2 separate regions of the Lactuca sativa genome follow, and region 1 is linked to region 2. A link is a contact called in public Hi-C data. All regions are on one chromosome and are shown on one strand. Each heading gives the region's core, a stretch centred on a gene start, on an enhancer-like site or on the middle of the called end of the contact. The rest is flanking DNA. Distances are from core to core; before and after follow the strand shown.

Region 1 (4,886 bases), core at 881-3,380, 230 kb before region 2:
TAAACTTTTTTCATTATTTGAAATACATATACAATATAACGAATCGTGAAATAAGTTCATATGTAATTTAATTATTGGTGATCCATCTCTAGTTGATTACATTTTTTCCTTAATTTTATTTTCATCAAACATTTCTAAATGATTTATTTCATTCAAACCAACAAACCGAAGATGATAATGAAATTTAATTAGCTTGCCGATTCCATTAGTTTGTTCATTTGGATCCTTGATACCAAACATATATACCAAGAGATTTTACTTCTTAATGCATATCTCCACATATGCACTTTTCAGTAGTTCCTTGGGCCCTATATTCCTTAGAATTGGTATTAGAACTTCTAGCAGATCTCAAACCCCAAGAAAGGATTATGTGAGTTAATTAATCCTAATTATTGATAACGACCTCCGTAGTAGCATATGCACTTTTTTCACTAGTTTCCGTGGTCATTATATCCATCCCTACTTTCTTGAAAATAATTTATGATGTCTTTATCAAACACAATTTACATAGTTTTGAGTATCGTTTGAGAGCAAGGACTAGCCTCGTAAGTCGTTTATTCCAACATTGAATCTCCCATTTATCGTTAGATGATGCTACATTTCTTCAAAACAATTAACGGCAACCATAACTAAATTTTTTGTCAATTTCATAGCAATTAAATCATCAATTTATGTGCCTAACCTCTAATTCTAATAAGCCAAAGGTTTTATTGTATTGTCCTGTCCTTATCAAAGTCGATGTCAACTTGTCTCTAGGAATCAAACTTTCTATGGATGAAAGGATTAAGAGCTGAAATTGAGTAGATTACTCTTTTCTTTTCAATTGGCTAAAAATATACTTGGATTTATTTCACTCTTTTTGGCAAACATACGAGAAAATCGACTTGGCTATATATTGCTACAAGTATGACTTGAAGAGGCTGCTTGCTTAGAACATAAAAATTCATAAATAACAGATGAGGGTAAAAGCAACTTGATAAAAATACTTATTAATTTACATGTTTACCCTCTCCTCCTATAGTTTTAATCGGGCAACTGCATACACACACATACACATGTATGTACGTGCAAATTCATATAGTGTAAACTATTCGATATATCATTCTTATTGCAAAAACTAGGATTCTGCAAGAGAGAAGATGATGCATGGTACTGATCATGAGTTGACGTCGGAAGTTTCATTATCTTTTTAGTCAGCTCGTGGGGCCCATCAATTTGTATTCAGCAGCTCCTCAATCATTTGCAATGCAATCGCATCCTCTTCATCACCACCACCACCACCAGACGCCATCATCGGCGTATCCACCACCATCGGAATTTCAACTTCAACTTCAGCTTCTCTCTCGACACTATCCTTCTTCTTTCCAAGCTCCACAGTCATGACCCAGTTAGATTCCGAATGAATCCCCGCCCGTTTCTGCCATACCCCGATGTGAGAACTTTCCGTGTCAAGCCGGAGACAGGTGAGTGACGGCGACGGAGACTTGCAACATTTCCGTAGCTTTGCACTTAGTATCGCTGAGAGACTAGTAGTAGTGGTTGAAGACGACGGTGGCGAGTTGGTGGTTGCCGGAGTTGCGTCACTGTCTCCACCCCCGGATGTTTGGCCTTTGACAACCGGGAAATTTGTCTTGGCATTACGACCACTCATTAAAACGGCAGCCTCATCATACGCTCTGGCAGCTTCTTCCGCCGTTTCAAACGTCCCTAGCCATACCCTTCTCTTCCTACAAACAAACAAAGTCATTAGATATAGAATGTGTTATCAGTGTGTATGTGTGTGAGAGAGAAGGGAGAATTGTGAAATACAGTAAAGGGTGGCGAATCTCGGAAACCCAAGAACCCCAATGGCGCTGACGGACGCCTCTGAATTTCTTTGTTTGTACCATTTGGTAGAGTGTCAGAAAGAAGTCAGAAGGAATCAATAGATGAGATGAGATGAGATTTAAAAGCTGAAAACTCGGGAGAGTGTGAGGTGAAATATATAGCCGACTGAAAAGATTCAATAGGCCAAGTACGGAGGTGGTGTCCAATGTCCATGACACTTGAAGTCAACAATTTGTCTTTTCTTTTCTTGGAGTTGTAGTAGAGTTTGGAGATTTAGCTCCGCCCCTCATCTAAACTGAAAACTAAAAAGTTAAGTTAATAATTTACCTGGAGGACTAGTATATATTATTTGAAAAGCGAAACCCAAAATAAATGTTACAAGTCGATTATTATTATTATTTATTAAACACACAGAGAAAGTAATTAAAGCAAAGCCAGCTTTCATGACATGATTTTTGAGAATGGTGTGTTTGTCGGTGAGGATTTAGCTCTTCCCTTTTTTATGGTTTAATTTTGTGGTCCTTTGAACATCATGGAGTGGGTCTCTCTCTTTCACCCCCCAATTTTATCTCTCCCTCCATCACAAGGATGCAAAAATGATTCGTGTTAGGTTTACTCTCAACCCACACATATGTTAAAGATTCGTGAAAAGTAAAAACAACATAGAAAATTACGTCGATTAAGCTGATTGTGATCACATTGAACTAGAGAGGTTTTGCATTGATAATCATGATAGGGTTTAAAGTGCCAAACGAACCAACCTAGGCGTTGTGATCTTGAACTAATGATGTCACAGTGGTGGTCAGGTTTTAACATCAGGCTCCACAACTTAATAGTTCGATAGGTATTTTTGATGATGGATTTGAGAGATCGAAATCTATCAATTGAAACTATGTTTGATTCAAAATATCTTTTTGACCCAAATTCAAATATAAGTTCTGATTCATGTTTGACACAAAGATAATATAAAAAATACAAAAAACTTGAAAGACTTTTATTGGATTTGGAATTGAGTTTTTATAAGCTTGGGTTAATATATTATATATTTCAAGCTCGTTATTTTGTACTCAATGTAGTTTAAAAAAAGAAACAACTTATGTGTAGCACTAAACAGCAACCACTCCTTTTTTTTTCTCTGTATTTATTAACCACTAAAGGTTCTACTTTAGTAGTTACCACTAACACTTTGGGTTGCTCTTTTAAGGTAAATATCTCAATCTCCATACCTGGCACTAATGCACAAATCCCTTTTTCATGGTGTTCATTGGGAAAAAAGTGAATGTGTGAGTTTCCTTTTAAATCGATTACCAAGTTTGTGCAAATATTAAAAGAAAAATAGTAAAGTATGTTATACGTAGATCTTAGGCTAGATAAAATTACAAAGGAGATGGTATTAATTGTTCATTTTAGCATATCTAATATCATCATCTACCCTAGTAAATAAGAATGATTTTGTCATATGTCCTTCTCTCATTCAATTTGTCACATGTCATTTTATCATAATTTAGAGATATATTTATTTTCCACTTGTCATTTATTTCATTTTCCATTTCTAATATATTATTAATTAGTTTCCATAAATTAAACCTATCATAATCATATTAATTTCAAATTTTAAATTTTAAATTTTAATTTCAATTTCAAATAAATTTACAGTTTAAACCTTTGTGTTTAACATTTTGTTATAATTAACCTGTTTAGTATACGGGTCTGATAACTAAACAATAATTTTAATTTATTTATTTTTTGCATGTTTTTTTCTCATAATTTTTATTCATTTCAAATTTCAAATTCAAATAAATTTCTCATTTAATCGTTTCTATTTAACATTTTGTTTTAATCAACCCGTAATATCCTAATTTGTATTTTGCACTCATAAATAAGTTTCTTATATTTCTATAATTTAATATAGGTACTTTTGTACAACTTGTTACATAGGGTTACATCTGTGTCACAAAACTCATGCTCAAGTCTTTTCAGTTATAATTCTTATGAATGGACATAGTCGTTATTTTGAAGAAGAAAGTCTCGTCCAGTAATGTTGAAAGATAACAAAGTTGCCGAAGCTCGAAACCATATTGTAAGAAAATAAAAAGTTTTTGGTCTATGACAGGTGGCGGCTACTCAACCACGAAATAGTTTTCTTTATTTTTATTTTTTCTAATTTCTATTATGTATTATATATGAGTTATGAAGGAGCAATGATGCTATTAAATAGGTACTTCTTTTTAAAAGGAAGTGTCAATTTGGCATATTAATAATATCATTTACACCCACAGTGTTTACCCTTTCAAACAGTTGTATTTTTTATATAAGTATAGTAAATGGTTATAATAATATTTTCATAGTTATTCTAGTATTATTAGTAATACTTATTATAATTTATTAACATTAATAATAATAGTAAATATTGTTGATAATCAGCTACCAAAATCTATCGACCAGATGCCACGTTTGTTATAAAATGCGGGCGAAGTTGAAATGTGGGGCTTCTGGCCAGACTTCCATTTAAACACAAAGTTCCCATATTCCAGCTGCAAACACATGGGAGCAGTAACCATTAACCAATAATGATTGTACCAATTACTATCGGTTTTTCAACCATCCTATGTAGGCTTAATTTGTTTTTTCTTTTCCTTTTTTTTTTCTACAAATAAACTACTAATTGTTGACATTTTCCTAAATTTTTTGGCAGATCTTTGTAAGATAAATTTTAGACAAAATTCCAGATAGATATATATATATATATATATATATATATATATATATATATATATATATATATATATATATATATATATATATATATATATATATATATATATATATATTTTTAATTTCTAGTATCAACTTAAGAACTTAAGGACAATGATGGAAAATGCACACCGCTTTTGGTTTGTCCTTTTTACTAATACTATAATTAAAAGACATAGAAAATAGTCGATTTACCATCTTATTTATTTATTTATTTTATTGTTTCTAAATAAACCATTTGTGTAACATCTTCTAAATAAAATTTAACTCTATCCCCCTCCTACCTTATTCTACCTCAAATTGGC
Region 2 (4,846 bases), core at 2,285-4,784:
TGGTGTATTGAAGGAGAGATTCCCAATCTTAAAACAAATAGCTCCTTATCCTTTTCCAATGTAAAGGGACACTGTCATTGTTTGTGTCACGGTCCATAATTTTATAAGGAAATACAATCTTCAATATGACTTATTTATGATATTTGAAGAGACCACTATGGTTACTCCTGACGTGCAAGGTGGAGGAAGTGATGGCTAAAACATACAAGGCATAGAATGGGGTTCAGAAGTCGTTGAATATATGGTTACTTTGCCTGACCAGATTACTAGTCAACTACTCCAACTGGTTAATGTTACATTTGTATGCAAATTATTATGTTCTTTTTTATTTTATATGACAATTTATATTTGAATTTTAAATGATTTATGTTTAATTTAGATTTTGTGCGACAGTTTGTATTTTTTTTATAATTATTGTATCCAGCACAAGAGACAACATAAGGGTAATATGGTCATTTTCCATCATTCACCAGAAATATAATCAAACAATATGATTTTAGTCACATATGGACTCAATTAGAAGTTTTAACTCAATCATTAGTAACTCAACCAACAACTATTAAATGACCCCTCACTCTTATTGATCAAAAGTTTTAACTCAATCATCGGTAACTCGACCAACAACTATCAAATGACACTTCACTTTTACTTAAGAGTACAACCATATATGGTAAGGATACCAAGGGTAATATTTTTCTCATTCTTGTATTTACCTCTAAATGTTCTATCCGTTCTCAAACTTTATAGTCATTCTTAAGCATTTTCAAACATTCTTAAACTTTTTGAAACATTATCTATCATTCTCATCTTTCTTAAGTCTTCTACATTCTCTTTTTATTTTGACTTTCTCAAATTTCTACAAGTGCTCTCATGTCAGACCCAAAACAAACAAAGGATAATCATAATTAAAAAAAAATGAAATCTAATTATAACACAAAATATTTCTAACTTAGATCAAAATAACCACCTACAATTAAATCATTCACAAAAATATCCTTTAATTAATGATCATCTCCGAATAGAAACTTCGTCATCAAATCATTTTTATGAAAAGCATGGCAAACGTAATGCATATAGTAACCAAACAACATAAATACTTATCGGACGGGTATAATCATCCCAAACACGGAGAAAAATAATCTTAGATGTTGTCTCATAACCATTAACCAACCCAAAACATGACACAATAGTTTCGAATTTGGTTTTTCCTTTTTGATTTTGGTATTTTGACCTTGCATGGTTTGGTTTTTGTTTAGAGTAAATTAATGAAATCGTCCATATGGTTTGGTTAAAATTATATGTTTGGTCTCTAACATTATTTTAGCACTCGGACCGTCCTTGTGGTATGATTTTATTGTGTTTTTCGTCTCTCACATACATTAAAAGACTATATTACCCTTTATATATATTTTTAGTCTTTTATTATTTGTTTGTTATTTATTAATTAAAAAAGGAATTAAATGATTTATAGACATGACACACTCCCACCACTACAACCAAACATTTTCAACCACCACTACTAGCAAAACTACCACCACCACCATCACTACCGGCAACACAACCGCCCTCATCTTCAGGCCGTCGACAACATCATCCATTTCATCAAGCGACACCCTATTTATCTCCAGGAACCACCATGTTCACCTTCGAAAACCATCAACGTTTACCTCGACTGCAACCATCATTCACCTCTTGCAAACCACAATCGATCACCGCCTGGACCAAACCAAAACCAAGATCAAATCCTATAAATCAAACCAGACCAAGATCAAATTCTGAAATTAAAAACTAACCAAATTCAAATCCTGAAATCATGAATTAGAATCTAAGCTGAAATAAAAAGGAAATCCATAAATTAGAAACTAAGTTGAAAACGTAATCTCAAATCGACGATGAAATAAAAAAAAAAATAAAAAATAAAAAAAAAAAAAAAACTGATGAAATCCCAGAAATCAAATCCAAAAACGAATGGTATTAAATTCATTTATATTTGAAATTGATGATGTTGGATTAAACATAATGGGATTAAATGAGTTGGATAAAACTTAATGGGATTAAACCCAAAATGAAAAACCTAACTTGATATCCCATAAGTAAAATACGATTTTCCAAATGATGAAATTGATGGAAGACGATTTTCCAGATGAAATTGATGATGTCGGCGGAACTAGAATAAATGGGGTTTGAAAGGAACGACGTGTAGAGGCGGAGAAGAACAATAAAGTTGCAGGTTTCCGACGACTTTAGGGTTGCAGGGTTCCGGTGGTGGTGTTAGCATGCTGACTGATGGCAACATCTACTTTAGAATTGCAGGTTTCCTGCTGGAGGCTCCGACGGGAACTTGAGGTGTAGATCGGTGTTTAGAGATGAGTTTGAAAGGGTTAGACATACGATCGATGACTTCAATTCTAGAAGGGAAGGGATGGGGGTGATAGAGATGTGTGGGACCCAATTTTTTTTTATTGACACTTAAAATTAACTCTATATTATAATCTTTAATTTTGAATGTAAATAAATTTTGATAAGGGTATATTAGTCTTTTAATGTTTGTCGCAGATGAAAATCGCAACAAAAAGAAACTATAAGGACGATATAACTGCAAAAAAAATACTAAGGACCAAACGCGTAATTTTAACCAAACCTTCAATAATTTAGTCTTTTGTTTATTTGGTTTTGAGTGGTTTTTATCATTACCTGGTTTGTACCTTGTCCATTGAAGATACAAATTTGATTAAAGAATGTACGGACTTTATTTTTTTGATTTCCTAAAAAAACGATTTTTCCGGTTAACTTTGAAACCTTTTAACAACTGTTTTCACGGATCGCTATCTCTCTCTCTCTCCAACTCTTCTGATTCCCTCTTATTACGTGTAGCATTGCCGTTCGGATCATATTCTCTGTGTTTTAATCTCTCTCACTTCGATTCAAACGGTAAGCATTGTTTTATGTCGTCAATTGTTCATCTGATTCATAGATCTATCAAATAAAATGAATTGTGTGTCCTGATTGAGCTTGTGTATCACTTTATTTACGGATACTATTAATTTTGTTGATTCACTGGTATCGATCCTATAATTTGCTTCGAGTTATTTCATTCTCGATTCGTTTAAATCACGCATTGTCAGTACGTGTTTGTTATTACTATATTATCTGTAGTTTAAAAAAGTGATCATGTGGTAAGCTATATTGACGATAAACGAGTAATTCGTTGGATTCGGTTTGTTTAGTGCGCAGGCTACAAAATGTCTAAGGTACTGCTCCATGGAACTCTTCACGTTACAATCTACGAGGTTGATAAGCTTCACGAAGGTGGTGGGCCTAATGTATTCGGCAAGGTATAATTTCATATCATCTTTAAAAAATTACGAGTAATTTTATACTTTTGAAATGATTGCTCACTCATATCACATAACATACTATCATAGAATTTATGTTATTTTCTTTAATAACTGGTAATCATAACAGTTTGAAGTAACTGCATATTCGTGTTCTTCATGCAAACATACGTTTTTTTTTTCTTGTTGCAGCTTATGGCGAACATACAGGAAACCGTTGGATTTGGGGAAGGAACTCCGAAAATTTATGCGACGATCGATCTAGAAAAATGCAGAGTTGGACGAACTAGGATGATAGAAAACGAACCCCAAAACCCAAGATGGTACGAGTCATTCCACATTTATTGTGCTCACTCAGCTTCTGACGTGATCTTCACTGTTAAAGACAACAACCCAATTGGGGCAACGTTAATTGGAAGAGCTCACATGCCTGTAAGAGAATTAATGGATGGAGATGAAGTAGACAAATGGATTGAGATCATGGATGAAAACAACAACCCTGTTCCAGCTGGATCCAAAATCCACGTAAAGCTACAATTCTTTGACGTCACTCAAGATCGTAACTGGGCTCATGGAATCAAAAATGCGAAGTACCCTGGAGTTCCCTACACATTCTTCGCTCAAAGAACAGGATGTCGAGTCTCTTTATACCAAGATGCTCATGTTCCTGAAAATTTCATGCCTAAGATCGCTCTTGCAGGTGGCAAATACTACGAGACACATAGATGTTGGGAAGATATATTCGAAGCCATTACTAATGCAAAACACTTCATCTACATTACTGGATGGTCTGTTTACACTGAGATCGCTTTGATACGAGACCCAAAGAGACAAAAGGATGGAGGTGATGTCATGCTTGGTCAGATTCTAAAACGGAAAGCAGAAGAAGGTGTTAGGGTGGCTATGCTCGTTTGGGACGATAGAACTTCTGTAAATGTATTTAAAGAAGACGGATTAATGGCTACCCATGATGAAGAAACTGAGAATTTCTTCCAAAACACCGACGTTCATTGCATTTTATGCCCGCGTGACCCTGATGACGGAGGAAGCGTTTTTCAGGACCTTCAAGTGTCCACCATGTTCACTCATCACCAGAAGATCGTGGTGGTGGACGCTGAGATGCCTACTGGAGGTTCAGAGAAACGGAGGGTGGTGAGTTTTGTTGGTGGTATTGATTTATGTGATGGAAGATACGATTATGCGTTTCATCCTCTTTTTAAAACATTAAACGCTGCTCACCATGATGATTTCCATCAACCTAATTACACTGGAGCATCCATAGCTAAAGGTGGTCCACGGGAGCCATGGCATGATATTCACTCTAGGGTTGAAGGACCAATCGCTTGGGATGTTTTGTTTAATTTTGAACAAAGATGGCGAAAACAAGGTGGGAAAAATATACTTGTTGACTTGAGACAACTTCGTGACATTCTAATCCCACCATCTCCGGTGACGTTCCCAAATGATCAAGAAACATGGAATGTCCAGCTTTTCAGGTCTATCGATGGTGG

What was found. A called contact is a pair of places that touch in the nucleus more often than the background predicts.
Region 1: a Hi-C map of leaf shows a contact between it and region 2, with 5 times the contacts expected there. The contact joins the promoter of LOC111907444 here to the promoter of LOC122194422 in region 2. A contact is called at or near these places in 2 of 4 Hi-C or Micro-C datasets (leaf and seed).

What each region holds. Positions count from the first base shown.
Region 1 is chr4:155,598,549-155,603,434 of Lsat_Salinas_v11, reverse strand. LOC111907444 (ethylene-responsive transcription factor WIN1) reads right to left here and starts at 2,130. Exons shown (of 2, transcript XM_023903213.3): 1 at 1,810-2,130; 2 at 908-1,727. The coding sequence starts at 1,889. The coding sequence ends at 1,211.
Region 2 is chr4:155,365,599-155,370,444 of Lsat_Salinas_v11, reverse strand. It overlaps LOC122194422 (phospholipase D alpha 1), which reads left to right and starts at 3,534. Exons shown (of 2, transcript XM_052771391.1): 1 at 3,534-4,846. The coding sequence starts at 3,627.